Regions from separate parts of the Macaca mulatta genome. Here region 1 is linked to region 2. Evidence: chromatin contacts called from public Hi-C data. All regions are on one chromosome and are shown on one strand. Each heading gives the region's core, a stretch centred on a gene start, on an enhancer-like site or on the middle of the called end of the contact. The rest is flanking DNA. Distances are from core to core; before and after follow the strand shown. Region 1 holds the start of RHOU (ras homolog family member U). Region 2 has its middle 47 kb from the start of RAB4A.

What was found. Hi-C and Micro-C count contacts between places; a contact is called where the count stands out from the background.
Region 1: a contact with region 2 is called in a Hi-C map of fetal cortex germinal zone, with 3 times the contacts expected there. The contact joins the promoter of RHOU here to the enhancer-like site in region 2. A contact is called at or near these places in 6 of 14 Hi-C or Micro-C datasets (CD4 T cells, blood, cortical neurons and 3 more).

Annotation. Positions count from the first base shown.
Region 1 is chr1:20,278,395-20,283,915 of T2T-MMU8v2.0, reverse strand. RHOU (ras homolog family member U) reads left to right here and starts at 2,488. Exons shown (of 3, transcript NM_001265717.1): 1 at 2,488-2,752; 2 at 4,437-4,495. The coding sequence starts at 2,491.
Region 2 is chr1:19,821,903-19,827,888 of T2T-MMU8v2.0, reverse strand. No RefSeq gene overlaps it. Among named protein-coding and RNA genes, the nearest start is that of RAB4A, 47 kb to the right of the region's middle. Within about 2 kb of position 4,213, at least 7 of the 40 cell types and tissues checked have an H3K27ac peak or open chromatin away from gene starts, as enhancers often do. A contact at or near this core is called in fetal cortex germinal zone, where this site is marked.

The DNA of each region.
Region 1 (5,521 bases), core at 1,239-3,738, 460 kb before region 2:
GCATTTAGAGTACAGGTACCTTTCTGACAAGAGAGAACTTCCGTTTTGATCAGGTATAGTAGAGAGAGTCAAACCTTCTCTAACAATATTGTGTTTTTTTCTATTTGTTTCGTTTTGAGACAGTGTCTCACTCTAGCACAGCCTGGAGTACAGTGGCTGGGCTGATCAAGGGCTCACTGGAGCCTCGACTTCCCAGGCTCAAGTGATCCTCCCACCTCAGCCTCTGGAGTATCTGGATTACAGGTGTGAGCCACCACACCCGGTTAATTTTTTTATTTTTGGTAGAGACAGGGTTTCGCCATGTTGGCCAGGCTCGTCTCAAACTCGTGGCCTCATCCGCTCTGACTGCTTCAGGCTCCCAAAGTGTTGGGATTACAGGCATGAGCCACCGCACCAGCCGATATTAGGTGTTTTATGATGGAAAGAATTGCTAGACTAGCTTCCAGCTCTGCCCATCTCAAGCTCTGCTACTCTTTTGCTACTGGAACCGTTCTAGTGTTGGGGAAAGTAAGATAGTTGAGGACACCAATGTGACTCTCACAGAGGGTCATAGGTATGTCAGTGGTAGCCATTCCTATACCTGGATGGCTAGCAACAACACATCTACATAGGAGAACTGTAAACCACACAAATATATCCTGTCATCATGGCCAGGGCTAGGGAGAGGCAAGCCAGGTAACTGAGGCTCAAAACTTAACATTGGCACTTGCCTGACCCTAAGAGTAAGGGCCCTCTAATTTTTTTATTTTTTGATATTGCCTCTGAATGCTCAATTTGTCATAAATTTTGCATCCTTGACATCCCCCTTATCTCACCTTCATCCTGATTCTGTATCCCATTACACCAAACAACCTGGCTTCTTCAAAATCACTCAATATAAGGATAAGTTAGAGTTAAAAAAGACGGTAAACTTAACTGGTGGTGATTAAAATACTTTTGTTTTTCAAAATTTGCAGAAACATATTACCATGTGTGCACATTGCTAGATCTCCCAGCAATGTAAAAGTGTCTTTTGCAAGTCAGGAGTCCTGGTTTCAAGCTTCTAACTTCTTGATAAATCCATCACCTGCATTCTGACAATGGCTATACGTTCAAGACTATGTTTATCATACACTCTTATTTTTGCCTCCAGGATTTTAGTTAGAAGCTCAGGTTCTGGGGCTAGACTGTTTGGGTTTGGATCCTCGCACTGCCACTTACTAGCTTGTGAAATCCCAAAACGTTACTTAATATCTCTGTGCCTCAGGTGTTCTCATCTGTAAAATGGCTGTAAGTAATGTTAAGATTAAAATAATTAGTTCATGAAGAGTGCTTATAACAGTATCTGACACATTATGAAAGCTCAGTATTTATTATTGTTATTTTTACTACCACTAGCATCAATATGTGTATTAATAATATGTGGCTCTTCTCACAGCACACTGTACACCCCCAGGACTGTTTGTATTCTGATTTGGCTCAGAAGAGCAGTCCTTTTTCTGAATGGACTGTTGACCATATGTAGAAGGAAGGCAGAGAGAGAAAGGAATCAAAGGGAAACGGAATACTTTGTCTCCGAATTATCTTTAAGTAAATGAAGGAATTGGGGCTATAAAAAAATTGCCGGAGCATACAAGTATAAAGGTTCACGGCATGCCGAAAGAGAAAGTAAAAGGAGCATTCACAATGGAGTTGGCATCCTTTTGCTTCAAAGTGAGAAAAATCACACGATCAGCTGCAATTAAGACTTAAGGAAAAAGGCTGTCTGTTAATTCAATCTCATTCGCAGGACAGGCCTCCAGGACACTTCATCTTCCCCCCTGGGTGGAGCCCTTGCCGGCCGGGGGCTCCACGGAGAGGAACAGGAGGCGGCTCGGGCTTCCCGGCTCGTGTGGGCGCCAGAAAGCGGAACCGCCCTGGCCAGTCGCGCGGTGGTCACCCTCTCGGGAGCTGGGGAGGAGGCTGTCGAGGCTGGCCCGGCTCCTTCGGGCGCCGCTCCCCGGACCGGGTGCGAGGCGTCCTCCTGAGCGTCTGTTCCGGGTCCTCACGCGCCCGTGTTCGCAGTCCCCGCCTGCCGGGTCGCGGCGCCGCCTCGGGCGCGGGTGCAGGCGCGCGGCGCGCAGGCGGGGGGCGCTGTGGCCTTGGCGCTGGGACCGAGCCGCCCGGCCGGACCCGCCTCTTTTCCCTCCCCGCCCGCCCGCCCCCCACGCGTCGTGTCGCCGGGAAGCCGGGCGGAGACAGAGCGCTTGGGATCCACGGCGCTCGGACCGCTGTCCTCCAATCGCGTGGGGCAGAGCGGCTGGCGCTGCCGGAGCGCGGAGCCACGACCCTCCCCGGCCGCCTTTGTCTGCTAGCCGTGCAGCCGGGAACCGCCACTCTCCGGGGCCGGGGACGCGCCCGCAGCTGTCGGTGACAGCTCCTCCCTACCGCCACCCTCCGGGGCGAAGGGGCGGTCGGGCCCGGCCCTGCTCGCCCGCGCCCGCAAGCCCGCAAGCCCGCGCTCGCGGATCGATGCCCCCGCAGCAGGGGGACCCCGCGTTCCCCGACCGCTGCGAGGCGCCTCCGGTGCCGCCGCGTCGGGAGCGCGGGGGACGCGGGGGGCGCGGGCCTGGGGAGCCGGGGGGCCGAGGGCGCGCGGGGGGTGCCGAGGGGCGCGGCGTCAAGTGCGTGCTGGTCGGCGACGGTGCGGTGGGCAAAACGAGCCTGGTGGTGAGCTACACCACCAACGGCTACCCCACCGAGTACATCCCCACTGCCTTCGACAACTTCTCCGGTGAGCGGGCCCGGGGGCCGGGGCCGGGGGCGCGTGACCGCGGTCCGTCCAGGGGAAGGAGGGTGGCGCGAGGGTCGCGGGGCTCCCAAGGGGGCTGCAGGGCCCCGGGCGCGGCTCCAGCGGGGAAGCCGGACAAATGAGGCGAGTAGGACCTTTCCTAAGTGTCAGGGACTGGGCAAGCATGGAGCTAACAGGAAAGGACCACGGGGGAATGGGGAGCCCTACAACCAGAGCTTGGAGAGAGGAGGGCTGAGCGGCAGTCAGAGCCGTTGCCAAAAAAAAAAAAAAAAAAAAAAAAAAATCTCACAATTCTCACAATTTAAGCAACAGATAAGCAGGAGTGAAACAGGTTGAGTTCTGGCTGCCGGGTCAGTTTGCTGCGTAGAGCAAAGTTTCCTGAGGGCGACGTCGCTGGCGCCGCTGCAGTTTCAATCAGACGGTGACGCGCAGGTGCCTTTACCTGAGCCTCGCTCCTTTCCTTTTAGGCGGCTTAGCTCTCAAGGGGCGTGCCGCGGAGACGCCGGGAAAACACTTGATTTAGTGAAAATAGCGCGAGCGGCCCTCGTGAAGGCTTAGGTTTGGATGAAACCTGGAAAGTAAACACCATTTCTCTCTTCTGAGCCCCACCACCTTCCCTGCCCACATGGGCTCAGATTCTGATTGTTGGTATCCTTTCAGGATCCCTTTAAGCTACTTAAAGCTCTTATGTACCGGGTGCGATGTCATTTGCCTTGGTAGATACAAAGATAAAGGAATTCTCTATCTCGATATTCAGGTCTTTTTGAAATTTAAGAAAAAGTTGAAATTCACAGAAGCTAGTGTGAAACATTTAACTGTTTCGCTTCTTAAGAGAAAAGGTTGCTTCTCTGACCTTCCTTTCATCCCAAAGGCACCCTAGAAAAATGGGTGCTGTACTGGTGGGTTCCCACCGCAGAGGATTGTGTCTTCCCCTCCCCCACCCCACCCCACCCCTGCTGCTGACTAGTATAAACATTGAGAGACAATTAGAAAGTTGTGTAGAAAGAGACAAAATTGACTGCTTAGTTAAAATAGAAACCTCCGGGACATGTCCTGCTGCAGGCCTCTCCACACTCCCTGAGTCCCCAAATCCCAGTGGAAAGGTGGGCATGGCTTTCTCTTTTCTTTTTTAATCCTCCTTTTGGCCTGACATAGAGATAAAGAGTGCCCTCACTTTTAAACAGCACAATGCGGGCAGCCTGTGTTTGCACATGTTCTCAAAACAAACTGGAATTTTATGATAAACCCTGAAGTTGGGGAACCTTTCCCAAGGGAAAACAGAATCATTTGTGAGGTTTTCCACTGATTTAAAACTGCAGGGTTACTTCCCATTTACCCCCAGTGTTGTTTTTAGGTCCTTTGAAACAAGTGTGACAGGAAAATAAATCTTCCAGGACTGAGAGAAAAGCATAGGCCTTTCTGGGGGCACCATCAAAGGGTTCAGGGATTTGCTGCCTGGTTCGTGGAGTGACTTGCCAGCGCTGGGTTTGTATACAAAAATGCCTCCACAGGGCCTCCTTGTTTTAGGCTAGTCCTTAATTCATTAGAGGACCTAGAATGGGAGCAGAGGTGTTTGGAGTGAGAATGATGGTGAAAGCTAAAACTATTAGTATTCCAAAAGGAGTTAAAAGACACCTCCTGATTGCCATTTTGGTTTTGTTTTTAGCGGTGGTGTCTGTGGATGGGCGGCCCGTGAGACTCCAACTCTGTGACACTGCCGGACAGGTCAGTATCATGTTACAGCTCAGTGCTGGGAAAGGAAACAGCCTTTTAAAGATTTCCAAATAACCTTTGATTCCCCCAGTCAGTAACTAGGTCATTCGAAAGCCTCATGAAGTGGACCCACCCCTGCTGTTGGCCCCTCTCTGAGGGTGGGCAGGGGCCAGGGGTTGGCGGGCAGGAAGCAGAGGAAGATACCTCCAAACTAATAAAGCAGGATTTGGCCCAGCTCTGCATAGCCAGGCAAGGGAGGAAGCACGGTCAAGAACAGCTCTTATCTTATAGGAGTTTCTATTATTTACTCCCTGGTTTTTATGAAAAAGTTTCAGTGATGCTTTGTCGTCATTTCCCAAACTAAGTTAGTGATATCTTATAATCGTTTTATTAAAGGCCAGTGAGTCAGATATTTAAGAAATTTGTTCAAGAAAAAGATGGAATTACATCAGTAAGAGTTAATAGTTCCCTTCCTGAGCTATGGTTTGACTCGCTAGGACCAGCCCCATCCCTTGAAGCACAGATACATTTGTCAGAGCAGTCCTAAGCTGGAGGGATGAACTAACTGGGCTTATTCTAAAAAATTGTGAATGCTTTGTCTCAAGGGCTGGGCACTTGAAGAAAATAGCCAGGGAGTATAGGATTCCCTCACTGTGTTCCCCAGAAGAACCCCCACCCCCCTTGGTGGGTAGTCAAGTCATTGAAGTCAGGCTGTGCCTTGTGAACACCCAGGGGTACTTGATTTTGGCAAAGTGATAGTTAATGAGCTTGTCTCTCTAGTGTGTTCTAGAGTTCAGCAAAGTTCCGGGGGTACTTTGTAGGCAGATGAAAGTGCCCCTTCACTTTCTGAGGTGCCATGGCATGACTATCTATGTTTATGAAGGCATTGGCTTGCCACCGCCCCACAGAGCCTCATCTAAGCCAGAGCTTCCAAGTTGCTCACCTACTCTGGGACAGCAGATTCAGAGCTGAGGACAGATCTTATTTTTTAAACCTCAAGATGATATAAGACCGGGGAGCCTTGATCTCCAAGGAACA
Region 2 (5,986 bases), core at 2,964-5,463:
ATATATTAATATAAATACATGTAAATATTATATATTAATAAAAATATATAAATATAAAAATATACATATATTTGGAGAGAGAGGAAGCAAATCTGGCAAACTGTCAATAATTGGTGAGTGAAGGGGATATGGGAGTTCTTTGTACTATTCCTGAATCTCTTCTCTAAAATTTAAATTTATTTCAAATATCTCAAAATAAAAATGACAAAGGATATGAACTTCCTAGGACCACGTTTCTTGGGGTGTATTTTATATATATAGTCTACATGAAATAATCAAAGTGATCAGAATCCAGTTTTAAAGAGTTTATTCAAGCGCAAAGCTGAGAATGGCCATTCAGGTAAACTGAACAGAAACAGACCCCACAGAAATGGGGTGAGCTCTATGAAGTTAAAAGCTGTCTTGCTTATATAGGCAAAACAAAGTTTAGTAGGACTATAACATTTTCCATACAAGGCTGGGTTTATGAGTTACAACAATTTAATTAGTTACAGTTTGTTTTCTTTTCTGTATAGCTTGTTTTCCTTTCCAATTTAAAAGCGCATACAGCATCCTGTCTTAGACAATGTAACAGCATAAAGTCTTTGCCTGAGAGAGGAGAGGGAGAAGTTAATCTATAATGAAGATTCACAGTTAAGTTACTTCTGCAGAAAGAGAAGCAGCACCCGAAGCAGTAAGGTCAACTATCATTTACTGAGCCAGGCCTTATGTTAAGTGTGTTTATTTCTCCCTTCCTTCCTTCCTTCCTTCCTTCCTTCCTTCCTTCCTTCCTTCCTTCCTTCCTTCCTTCCTTCCTTCCTTCCTTCCTTCCTTCCTCCCTCCCTCCCTCCCTCTCCCCCCCTCCCTCCCTCTCCCCCCCCCCTTACTTTCTTTCTTTTTGTTAACTGTTTTGAGACAGGATCTTGCTCTGTTACCCAGGCTGGAATGCAGTGGCTCCATCTGAGCTCATTGCAACCTCTGCCTCCCAGGCTCAAGCGATCCTCCCACCTCAGCCTCATGAGTAGCTGAGACTACAGGCTAAGTGTTTTCTGTACATTCTGTCATCTAGCCTTCAAAACCAAAATCACAGAGGCTATCATAAATAAATGTTTAAATCCCCGGAAAATAACAAGTGTTGGCAAAGGTGTGGAGAAAACTGGAACCCTTTTGTGTTGTTAGTGAAAATATAAAATGGTACGGCCGCTGTAGAAAACAGTATGTTAGTTCTTTAAAAAATTAAACGTAGAATTACCCCATCAAGTTTGGATATCCTGGGTAGACATCCAAAGGAATTGAAAGCAGGGACTTGAACACGTATTTGTACACTCATGTTTATAGCAGCATTATTCACAACAACCAAAAGGGGAAACAATCACATGTTCATCAGCAGATAAATGGATAAATAAAATTGTTATGTCCATACAATGGAATATTATTCAGCCTTAAAAAAGAAGGACATTCTGATACATGCTACAACCTGGGTGACTGTTGAACACATTATGTTAAGTGAAATAAGCTAGTCACAAAAGAACAAATATTGTAAGATTCCACTTACATAAGGTACCTAGAGTAGTCAAATTCATAGAGATTCAAAGTAGAATGGTGGTTGTCAGGGGCTGGGGAGAGTGAGAAATGAGGTGTTACCGTTTAATGGGTACAGAGTTTCAGTTTTGGAAGACGAAGAGTTCTGTGGATGGATGGTGATCGTGATGTACAATAATGTGAATGTACTTAATCCTACCGAACGGTTCACTTAGTGTGAAAATAAAAAATTTTATGTTATAAAAATTTTGCCATAACAAAACAAATCCCACAAGTGAGGGGCTATTATTTTGCAGCTGTAGCAACCAAGGCACAAAGATTGTGGTGCAAGTGAGAGGCAGAACAAGCATTCTCACTGGGCAGCTGGACTTTAAAATCTGGACCCTATCTATTATCATATACCTTTTGCTATCAATCATCAGCCATCTACCATCCACCATCTGCCATTCACCATATTCCATATACCATTCACCATCTACCATATATACCACCTGCCATCTGCCATATACCATCTGCCATCCATTATCTACCATTCATCATATACCATATATCATCTCCCATCTACCATCCACCATCCATCATACACCACCCACCATATGCCATCTGTTGTCTACCATCCACTATCTATTATCCACCATATTCCGTATACCATTCATCATATATCATCTACCATCTACCATATGCTATCTACCATCCATCATCCACCATCTACCATTCATCAGGTATGACCTACCATCCACTGTCTACCGTATTCCATATACCATTCACCATATACCACCTATCATCCACCATCTACCATCTACCATCTATGATCCACCATCATCCACCATTTACCATGCACCATCTACCATATTCCATATACTATTTACCATATGACATGTATCATCCATTATCCACCATCTATGATCCACCATCATCCACCATTCACCATGCACCATCTACCAAATTCCATATACCATTTACCATATACCATATATCATCCATCATCTACCATCTACCATCTACCATCCACCATCATCCACCATTTACCATGCACCATCTACCATCTACCACATACCACTGCCATCTGCCATCCACCATCCATCAATATCATCCACCATCTACCATTCACTATGTGCTATCTACCATCCACCATCTACCATATTCCATATACCATTCACCATATACTACCTATCATCCACCATCTATCATCTACCATCCACCATTTACCATGCACCATCTACGATATTTCACACACCATTTAGCATATACCAAGTATCATTCAGCATCTACCATCTACCATCCACCATCATGCACCATCTACCATCTACCACATACCACTGCCATCTACCATCCACCATCCATCATATACCACCCACCATCTACCACCTACCATCTACCGTCTATTGTCTATCATCAACCATCTATCGTCTACTATCCACCATCCTTCATCTACCCTCTGTCATATTCAATTCACCATCCACCATCTACCATATACCATCCAGCATATACCATCTACTATCTGCCATCCTCCATCTACCATATACTATCAGCCATCTAATATCTACCATCCACTATCTACCACATACCCTCTACCATCTGCTACATAGCATATGCCATCTACTTGGTAGAAACTTCCCCTTTAGGCACTGATGAAAGCTAAGTGACCTAAAAGAGTTGGCATGGCCTTTCCAAAGTAGCTGGTTACTATCAGAGACTAACCCTTTACCCTAATCAGTTGTAATATGGCCACAAATTAGTAGTTGTCTAACTCTATCTACAATGTGAAAGGAAATTTAAATCCAGAACTTACAAAACCAGGGTAGAGTCTAAGAATTCTTCAATTGATTCGATTCCCTGATTTCCCAGATTTCCGTGAGGAGGCAGCTGCCAGTCCTGTCATTCCCAACTTGGTTTGCCCACTGGACACATCCACCCAAGGCCCATCTGGTAGTTACTGAAATGTGTCACAGGGGCAAACAATCAAAGGGAAATAATTATCAGAAAGCAACAGAAACACAAGTGTTTCATCCCTGAAGAAAGAGTCTTCCCAAGGCTATTTATACTGCATCATCTTCAAAAGGTCACCAGGCACTGGATGACTTCATCTATTTACCTTGACTGAGCACAAAGTCCATGTCCTGCTCATGGCAGTGGCTGCCGTCCCTGCCCCACACTCACCCCCACGACAGCCATGTTCCTGCTCATGGGCAGGCCTGCCCACCCTCTTCCACTCCACACTCACCTAGAGGAGGAAGGGGTCAGGGAAGCCTGCCACATCTGTCAAGACAACCTCCCACCCAGGGTCACAGCAGCAGGTAGCTAGTTTAAATTGTGGTATTTACAACCAAATGAAAGAGGGAAGGAGTCAAGTGGAGATTGCTGCAAAGTAAACACTGCAAACCCTCCAAAACCAGAAGCCCAGAGGCACATTTTCTTTGGGAATAAGCCAACTATTTGTTCCTTTGGCAAGTGTGGGGTTTATTTAACTAGAAAAAAGAGGCTGATTTAATTGTGTGCATTCACGTGTGTATACATATACACACAGAAGGGGGGTGGTAATGGGGCTTCTCCAGCTAGTCAGAGTTTCTGCTCTCTTATGTCAGAAAACAGGCCAACACTCTGAAGTCAAAGTCAATTACTGAATATGGGTGTGCTCTTCCTCTTCATTTGCATTTCTGGAAAGGAAGGGGAGAAGGGGTATAAATAACCATTGTTAAATGTCTGCTCTGACTAGGTAGGCGCTAGGCCAATGGACACTTAAAGCAACAGCCTCTGTAAGAAACACATTTTTATTGCAGCCCGTACACACACACACACACACACACACATGCATACACACACATTTACACATATAGTTCATGAAAATGATGTTAACTATTACTACATGTGAGACACTCTGCTATTTTATATTCTACTTCTTACGTCCTTTTTTTTTCTTTTTCATTTTTTAGAGACAGGTTTTTGCTCCATCTCCCAGACTGGTGTGCAATGGTGTGATCATAGTTCATTGCAAATTTAAACTCCTGGGCTCAAGCGATCCTCCTGTCTCAGCCTCCCGAGTAGGTAGGGCTACATGTGTGCACTGCGCACCACTACACTTAATTAATTTTTTTATTTTTATTTTTTATTTTTTGTAGCTACAGAGTCTCGCTGTGTTATCCAGGCTGGTCTCAAACTCCTGGCCTCAAGAGATCTTCTCACCTCAGCCTCCCAAAGTGCTGGGGTTGCAGGTGTGCACCACTACGCCCTGCCTATATCTATTTTTTTTGTTGTTGAGATGAAGTCTCACTCTGTCACTCAGGCTGGAGTGCAGTGGCACAATCTCAGCTCACTGCAGTCTCTGCCTCCTGGGTTCAAGCAATTCTCCCAGTCAGCCTCTCAAGTAGCTGGGATTACAGGCGCGCACCACCACGCCTGGCTAATTTTTTGTATTTTTAGTAGAGACAGGGTCTCACCATATTGGCCAGGCTACTCTGCCAACTCCTGACCTCAAGGGATCTGCCCCCTCGGCCTCCCAAAGTGCTGGGATACAGGTGTGAGCCACCATGCCCAGCCAAATTTTTTAATTGAGGTCTAACATACATACTAAAGTTCATGAATCCCAAATGTAGAGCTTGATGTTTTTTAAGGGCACTTTATTTTATAACCAACTTTATTAAGATATGATTTATAGGCCAGGCGCAGTGGCTTATGCCTGTAATCCCAGCACTTTGGGAGGCCAAGGCAGGCGGATCACAAGGTCAAGAGATTGAGATCATCCTGGCCAACATGGCCAAAGCCTGTCTCTACTAAAAATACAAAAATTCGCTGGGGCAGGCACCTGTAATCCCAGGTACTTGGGAGGCTGAGGCAGGAGAATCGCTTGAACCCGGGAGGCGGAGGTTGCAGTGAGCAGAGATCGCGCCACTACACTCCAGCCTGGCCACAGAGCGAGACTCCGTCTCAAAAATACATATATATATGATTTATATACCACAAAATTCACCCATTTAAAGTGTACACAGCTCAGTGGGTTTTCGTACATTTCCAGAGTTGTACAATTGTTACCGCAATCTAATTTAGGACATTTTCATCACCCCATAAAGAAACTTTATACCCAATATCTATTCTAATTTTTTTATGTCAGTCATAATGAAATGAAATCTACTTCATTCATGAGGCAGAACTGAGAATTGTAAAATCAGTGTAGCTGTTTCAGTACAATGTCTCATTTATTCCTCACAAGACCTCAAAAGCAAGTGTTAACTATGCCCAGCTCACAGAACCGAGGGGCAGAGAGATGCATAACGTGACCAAGGTCACACAGACAGAACTGAAAGCCCATGCCAGTCCTCCAGGCGCCCTTTGGAGTTCTTCCAGTGGCATTGAGACAGCCAGAGCCACTGTCTGTTCCCTGAAGGGTGAATGCTGCAGTCACAAAAGCAGGCCGGCCCCACACATGTCTTTGCACCGCTGGGAGCCACTGCTCGTGGTCAGCAAGGTG